Linked DNA regions of Macaca mulatta: region 1 is linked to region 2. The links are chromatin contacts, called in public Hi-C maps. All regions are on one chromosome and are shown on one strand. Each heading gives the region's core, a stretch centred on a gene start, on an enhancer-like site or on the middle of the called end of the contact. The rest is flanking DNA. Distances are from core to core; before and after follow the strand shown.

The links. A called contact is a pair of places that touch in the nucleus more often than the background predicts.
Region 1: a contact with region 2 is called in a Hi-C map of fetal cortex germinal zone, with 3 times the contacts expected there. The contact joins the promoter of DDX10 here to the promoter of ATM in region 2. A contact is called at or near these places in 2 of 14 Hi-C or Micro-C datasets (fetal cortex germinal zone and fetal cortical plate).

The regions. Positions count from the first base shown.
Region 1 is chr14:109,501,636-109,505,259 of T2T-MMU8v2.0, reverse strand. It overlaps DDX10 (DEAD-box helicase 10), which reads right to left and starts at 1,473. Exons shown (of 19, transcript XR_013404274.1): 1 at 1,216-1,473.
Region 2 is chr14:109,072,567-109,076,011 of T2T-MMU8v2.0, reverse strand. ATM (ATM serine/threonine kinase) reads right to left here and starts at 1,457. Exons shown (of 63, transcript XM_015115608.3): 1 at 1,249-1,457. NPAT (nuclear protein, coactivator of histone transcription) reads left to right here and starts at 1,779. Exons shown (of 18, transcript XM_015115607.3): 1 at 1,779-1,917. The coding sequence starts at 1,881.

The DNA of each region.
Region 1 (3,624 bases), core at 224-2,723, 430 kb before region 2:
ACTTCAGATGTGTGGCCTCTGGAACTGTGATACAGTAAGTCTCTGTTGTTGTTGGGTTTTGTTGTTTTTTTGTTTTGAGACAGAGTCTCACTCATGTCACCCCAGCTGGAGTGTAATGGCGCGATCTCAGCTCACTGCAACCTCCACTTCTCGGGTTCAAGCGATTCTCTTGCCTCAGCCTCCTGAGTAGCTAGGATTACAGGCGCCTGCCACTACGCCTGGCTAATTTTTTTGTATTTTTAGTAGAGACGGGGTTTCACCATGTTGGTCAGGCTGGTCTCGAACTCCTGACCTCAAGATCTCTGTTGTTTTAAGCCACCAAGTTTGCGGTAATTTGTTACAATGGCAACTTTAATTCCAAGAATGTTCCATCTATTAAATCCCTGATTGTACTGCACTAGAAGGGGGCTGAGAAGCTGAATGATGTGGGTGAAGGCCAACAAACATGGGATTTAAAGAAAGGGAAAAAAGGAATTGACAGACCTGTGGAGCCTGGAGTTTGGGGAAGAAGTCAGGAGGTCAAAGTGATCGTTACAGGTATACTCATCTGGGAACAACAGCTACAATATGAGGATGATATGTGACAGAAACATACCAGTGATCCAGCTTTTCTAGGCCAATTCTTGGATACGGACATGAAGCCTGTGGAGAAATGAGGTGGGCACAGGAAGGAGCATAGATGATGTTGAGGCATGCAGTCTGGCTTCATGGTTAAAAGCAAAGGCTTTGGGATTAGAAAGACATGGATCTAGCTTCCAATTCCACACCACCTACTAAGCGTGAGAGATTCGGACAAGTTTCATTCCTCTTAGAACCTCAATTCTCCTACCTATTAAGTAGGATTATTAATATCCATACCTCAGATCAAGTCAAACAATTACTGTAAGCACATGGTGACTGCTTTAAAATGCAGGTGTCATTATTACCATTATTGTCATCAGTATTATTACTATGGATATGACTGTAGCTATTACAGGATTAGTCTCCCTACCCTTAGGTACCGCCGCATTTCTATCATTTTTTTAGGAACAGTGTGGCAAGCAGAAGAGTGGCCAGGACGGTGCAGAGGTTTGAGCTGTGGCACCCGGCGTGACCTCCCATTCCCGGCAGGGTCCCGGTGACAGATCCGCCGCCTCCATTCTGCAACCCCTCGCCGCAGTGACACGCCGCCCAGCTGCTGGCCGGCCCGAGCCCCCTCCCCAGCGCCGGCCTCACCTTGTCATAGTTCTGCATGAGGCGGCTGATACCCTCGCGCTCGACTTGCCATTCGGGTTTCTTCAGTTGCTTCCTCAACTGCTTCTTTTTGTTCTGCCTGTGGCTGTGTTTTTTCTTCCAGCGATTGAAGCTCCGCACCGGGTCGGGTCGGGCTCCCGAACCCGGAGAGTCGGCAGTTTTCCCCATTGCGGCGGTGGCGGCAAAATCTCGGTTCACCCGCAGACACGAGACACCTAGGACCAGGATCGCGGAAACAGCATGGGGAAAATGCACAGAGGCGCATGCGCGAACCCAAAAGCCCGCCCCCGAGCTTTTGAAACCGGGGCACGCGCCAACGACGTCAATGAAAAGGAGGGTTGTGACTGGCGAATTGGCTCCTGCAGGGAGGAGCAGTCTGGGGAAACGGGGGCGGACTGAGGGACGCCAGGAGCACGCCGGCTCTTTAAAAAGACGCATGCGCACTGTTGTTGTTACTATGGTGACGTCATACGCTGAACCTTTAAGGGGTGTTCACACATTTACTCCAGGTTCAACTTTGCGAAGCGTTCCTGAGTGTGTGTGTACCCACGTACAAACTGAATGAAAATTTTGACCCTCGTTTTGCACATTTCGGACCAACGAGTCAAAAGATTTGCCCAAAAGTAAACAGCTAATAACCTCTGATTTCCATCCACGGCGTTTGTACTTCCTCAGGAATAAAAATAAATATTCTACATTCTTCTAATGCCCCTCTAGGTTTTCCTTTTCCTCTGGACCCCTCAGACTCTAGCTGCAACAGCAAGGAAACTGGAACGGAATCAAACTGAATTTACCTTAAAATGCTATTATGGAGACAAAATGATAACTAACGTAAAGAAGTAGGTAATAGAGGCCGGGCACAGTGGCTCACACCTGTAATTCCAGCAATTTGGGAGGTCGAGATGAGTGGATCACCTGAGGTCAGGAGTTCGAGACTAGCCTGGCCAATATGGTGAAACCTTGTCTCTACTAAAAATATAAAAATTAGCCAGGCATTGTGGCACACACCTATAATCCCAGCTGCTCTGGAGACTGAGGCAGGAGAATCGCTTGAACCCTGGGGCGGAGGTTATAGTGAGCCAGGATCACCCCACTTCACTACAGCCTGGGCCAAAGAGTGAAACTCCATCAAAAAAAAAAAACGAGGTAATAGAAAAGTTATTGCAAGTTGGCCATTTAAGTGAACTGGCTTTCAATGAATTGAGTTTTTTTGACACATTTACCTACAGCCTCCAGGAAAACACCAGATGGGGTGGGAGAGCTCAGTTGTGGCAAAGGAAATTGGAAAATTGAGTTCAAAGTTCACAGGCAGAATTTTGGGCCCTCAAATTCCCTTTCCAACCCCACATATCCAGATCACTACTCTCAACTCTATGTCCATCCTCCAAACAGGGCATGGCTTACCGGAAGGGAGTGAGGACAGGAGGTGAACTAGTGAATTTCCATACTCAGGGACACTAGATGTGGTAGACAGTAAAGCTCAATAAGGAGCGATTATATAAAAGTATATATACATCTTCAAAAAATTAAAAACAGAACTCTACACCAGCATTTTCACTTCTGGGTGTGTGTAGCCAAAATAAAAGAAAGCAGGGTCTCAGATATTTGCACACCGTGTTCACCACAGCACTATTCACAATCGCTAAAAGATGGAAGCAGCCCAAGTGTCTGTCAACTGATAAATGAGTAAACAAAACATAATAAATACATAAAATGGAATATTATTCAGCCTTCAAAAAGAAGGAATTTCTGACACATGCCACAACGTGGATAAACCTTAAGAATATTAAGCTAAGTGAAATAAGCCAGTCACAAAAGGACAAATACTATATATGGTTCTATTTACGTGAGGTACTTAGAGTTGTCAAAATGATAGAGAGAGAAAGTAGAATGGTGGTTGCCAGGGACTCAGGGAGAGGCCAATGCGGGGGTTACTGTTTAATCAGTACAGAGTTCCAGTTTGGCAAGATGAAAAGAGTTCTGCCAATTGGTTGCACAACAATGAGAATGTATTTAATGCAACTGAATTGTATACTTACAAATGGCTAAAGTGATAAATTATATGTGATGCGTACTTTACTACATATGTATACCACATATGCATACTCACAGAACAATAAGGCCCTCAGCTATAACTCACTTTTTTCCTAAAACTGTAGGAATCAGGCATGTATGCACCCCAGGCAAGAAACTGGAAGGTTCAACTCTAGGAAAACTGAATGCCCAAGAGAAAGATCTCAATATAATAACCTCTAGGAAGCAGGCATGGTGGCTCACAGCTATAATCTCAGCACTTTCCAAGGCCAAGGTGGGAGGATTGCTTGAGCCTGGAAGTTCAAGACCAGCCTGGGCAACATAGTGAGACCTTGTCGGTACCAAAATTCAAAAAAA
Region 2 (3,445 bases), core at 208-2,707:
TTCAGTGTTCCTTTTTAGATCTCAACCAAGTTGACCCCTTTGCAGAACTTGTCAATGACGCTTATATCCCATCTTCCTAGAAATAACTCTGCCCTTGGCATGTCATTCTTTTCTAGTGCTAAGGAGTGTGGCCTCTGTAGTCAGATTGTATTAGTTCAAATACTGGTTCAGCCACTTACAAACCGTATAATCTAGAGCAAGTTCACTAATCTCTTCAAACCTCAGTTTCTCAATGAGAAAAGGAAAAACAATACTAGTACCTACCTCTATGAGTTCCTGTAAGGACCCATATACATGCTTACAGTGCCTGAAACACAGCAAATGTTAGCGATGATCATATTCTCTTCCTTTATGACTGTTTCGAAAGTCTCCTGATAGCTCTTCTTCCGCTCATACCTCAAAGAACAGTTTTGTTTTCTTGGTCTCATCCATTCCTACGACTTCAGCAGTTGAAAACCCACAAAATATATTTCATTCAATACTAGACCTCACTCTGGAGCTTCAGGGTCCTTCTACACTTTGTGCCTTTACACGCATTTTTCCTTCCATCTGGAAGGCTTCTACCATCTGCCAAGGTAACGCTGCGAGGTCTCACCACAAACTGAATTGATAGTCTCAGGCTGAGTTTGCAGAGAACCAAAGTCACTCCTCTACCATCAGAGTACTCCCCTATCACATACATTATCATCTATTGTAGTTGTCTTTCTACTTATCTGTACCTGGTAACAACAGTAGCTAACGCTCACGAGTGCTCACCGCAGGTCAAGATTATCTCACTTATCTTCACAAGACAGTAGAGCGAGGTCACACGAGTGACAGTCAGAATTCCAACTCCAGCCGTATGCTTCCAGAGCCCAAGCTCTTAACCGCGAGGCTGCAGTTAAAATATCAATCAATGCTCGCTGACTAAAAGTACTAAATACGAAAGAGAGATCAAAAGATGACTGGTCAAGTCGCGTAGTTAAATCTGAACCCTAAGGTGACACGAAAAGAGGATGAGCAAGAGGGAGGGTTCAATTCAGGGCATTTAAAAGGATGAGGTTATTGGCCAAGTCCGCTAGGAACCCGAAGAGAGGCCGGGAAAGATGGAGTGAGGAAAGGAGTCAAGGGAAAGATGGAGTGAGGAGAGGAGTCAAGGGCCGCTCTGGAGGGGTGCATGAGATTGGGGGTCTAGGGAAAGGACAAACTGGATCGCATGCGACTGAATTTTCCAACGCAGGAGCCTCTGCGTTGCCTCTGCGCCCCTACCGTTGTATTCGGAAGGTCAAAGTGGTATCAACCACGGCGATGGCTGCAGCGCAGATCCTGGCTCTTCTCGCCTCCTCCCGCGGCGACGGCTTCTTTTCTCCGTTAGCCACGCAGGTACCTACTCCCGCTTCCGGTTCAAACCCTGCGTGACTGCACAGCGCCCACCTCTGGAAGAAGAAGCAGGGCCGAGCAGCGGCAGAGCACGGTGTGCCCATGCGCGCCAAGCATCACGCGGTCTCCGCGCTCAAAACACTCCCCCAAAACATCCGGCCCGTCGGAGCAAATGCGCCTGCGCCTCGTCCACCAATGGCCAGCGACCTAGCGTTTGCGGCTCGCCCTTCGGCTCGGGATCCGGGGTTCTCACCCGCCGTCCTCACCCTCCTCATCCCCGCCCCTCCAAGTTTGAGGACGGAAGTGACGACAGTTCCAAAGGCGAACGGAGGCGGGTTTCATTTCGGCGCCTTTCTTTCTCTGGCAGAAGCGATTGGCTGGCGTAAAGCGAAAGAGGCGGGACAAATTGCCGCGGGTTCAGTACCGCCACTGGAACCGGGAGATGCGGCGCAGGAGCTGTCGCTGTGTTTGCTTTAACCTGAGTCTTGTTCCTTATTGTGGTTCCTGCTGCGGTTTTGATCATGTTGTTACCCTCGGACGTAGCCCGGCTTGTATTGGGTAAGCGCGGGCTCGGGAAGGAGGGTTATTGGACCCGGCTATGCCGGACACAAGGACCTTTGAGGCCAAAGGTTTTCCCTGGGTTGGGGAAGCTTTAGGGTTTTGCCTCCCAGCTTACGAGTTGAGACTGGCGGTGATTCTTCGTCACTCTGAGGTTCTAGGCAGTTTAAGCTTCTTTGTATGTAGATGCTTCTCTCTTCAGAGGCTGCGTGGCGAGGGGAAGGCCGAGGGGAAGCTCGAGGTGCAACACCTGGAGCCGGATTCGGAGGGAAAGTCAGGCCTCCACAGTTAATTAGGACCCCTGAAAGAGCGTATGTCTGCATGACGGACGGGTTGCGTGTGCTTTAACCTTGGGCGCACTTTCCGTGGTTCATTGCTGGGACCAAAATAGGGCAAAGAGGGACTTCCCCGGCCCCCCATCTTTGTAGGGAGACCTTCCTGGCGCCCTTTTAATTACCCGCCCTTATAACTACGAATTTGGGAGTAAGGGTGATCTTCCTTCTCCATCCTCCACGCAATACGTCGTCCAGTGTAGAGGTGTGAAATGCCACTTGCATATTTTAAAACAGCAATTCCTGTACCTTTGATCAGCAAAAAATTTCAGAGGGTTAATTGCCTTAAATTAGTTGAATGTTTTCTAGCCCTAGTTTTACCTTCATTTGAGGAGGGGTGGTTTGTGGGTCACTTGTCTGTCAGGGTGTATTGTCTGAGTGAGAGACGGGTTTTGTTGTTTGTCCCTTGAAAGAATAAAAAGGATTGTACTACAGGGGACGAGAGTCACGTAAAGCTCAAAACCCGAGCCAGTGATTTACAGACGTCGTATGCGACGTCCTTAAAAGTAAATGGCAAGCATCTGTGATGAAACCTCCCGTAGTATTCGCAGCCATTACTACCATTATTTTATTGTTCGGAAAACCCATTTGTCTTGTGCCTCTTTTAAATGCCCAGCGCTGTCCACAAAAATGTTATTTGCGCAGGGCTCTTGATAAGCTCATTTTGCAGGAAACGTTAAACGGAAATGGTTCCACCATCCATTTTTGAAGAAACTAATGACAAGTTTAAACTGTTTTGTTAATATCTGGTTAATCTTTTGCTTAAGAATTCTGAGTTTTGGCAGTTTGGTAATCTAGTTGAGTTTCGGTAACTGTAGTCTTAGACATGATTTCTCAGCCTCAGTACTGTTAACATTTTGGGCCTAATAATTCTTTATTGTGGGGAGCTATCCTGTGCTCAAACATTGTAGGATTAAAAAGCAGCATTCCTGGCTTCTATTCACTAGATTACAGTAGGACACCCATTCCCCACCCTGCCCTTACCCAGTTGTGATTAGGGAAAATGTCTGTAGGTGTTGCTAGTATGTCCCCTGGAGGGCAGAATCATCCCTAGTTAAGAAAGTCCTAAGAAAGCAGTATCATTTTCTAATTGAAATAATTCGCATCAATTTGTGAGTATTCTTTCTCCACAAACCGGCTACTCTGCTGACTTCCTGCTTTTCATTTAATGGACAAAAAACGCCAGCCATGGTTTT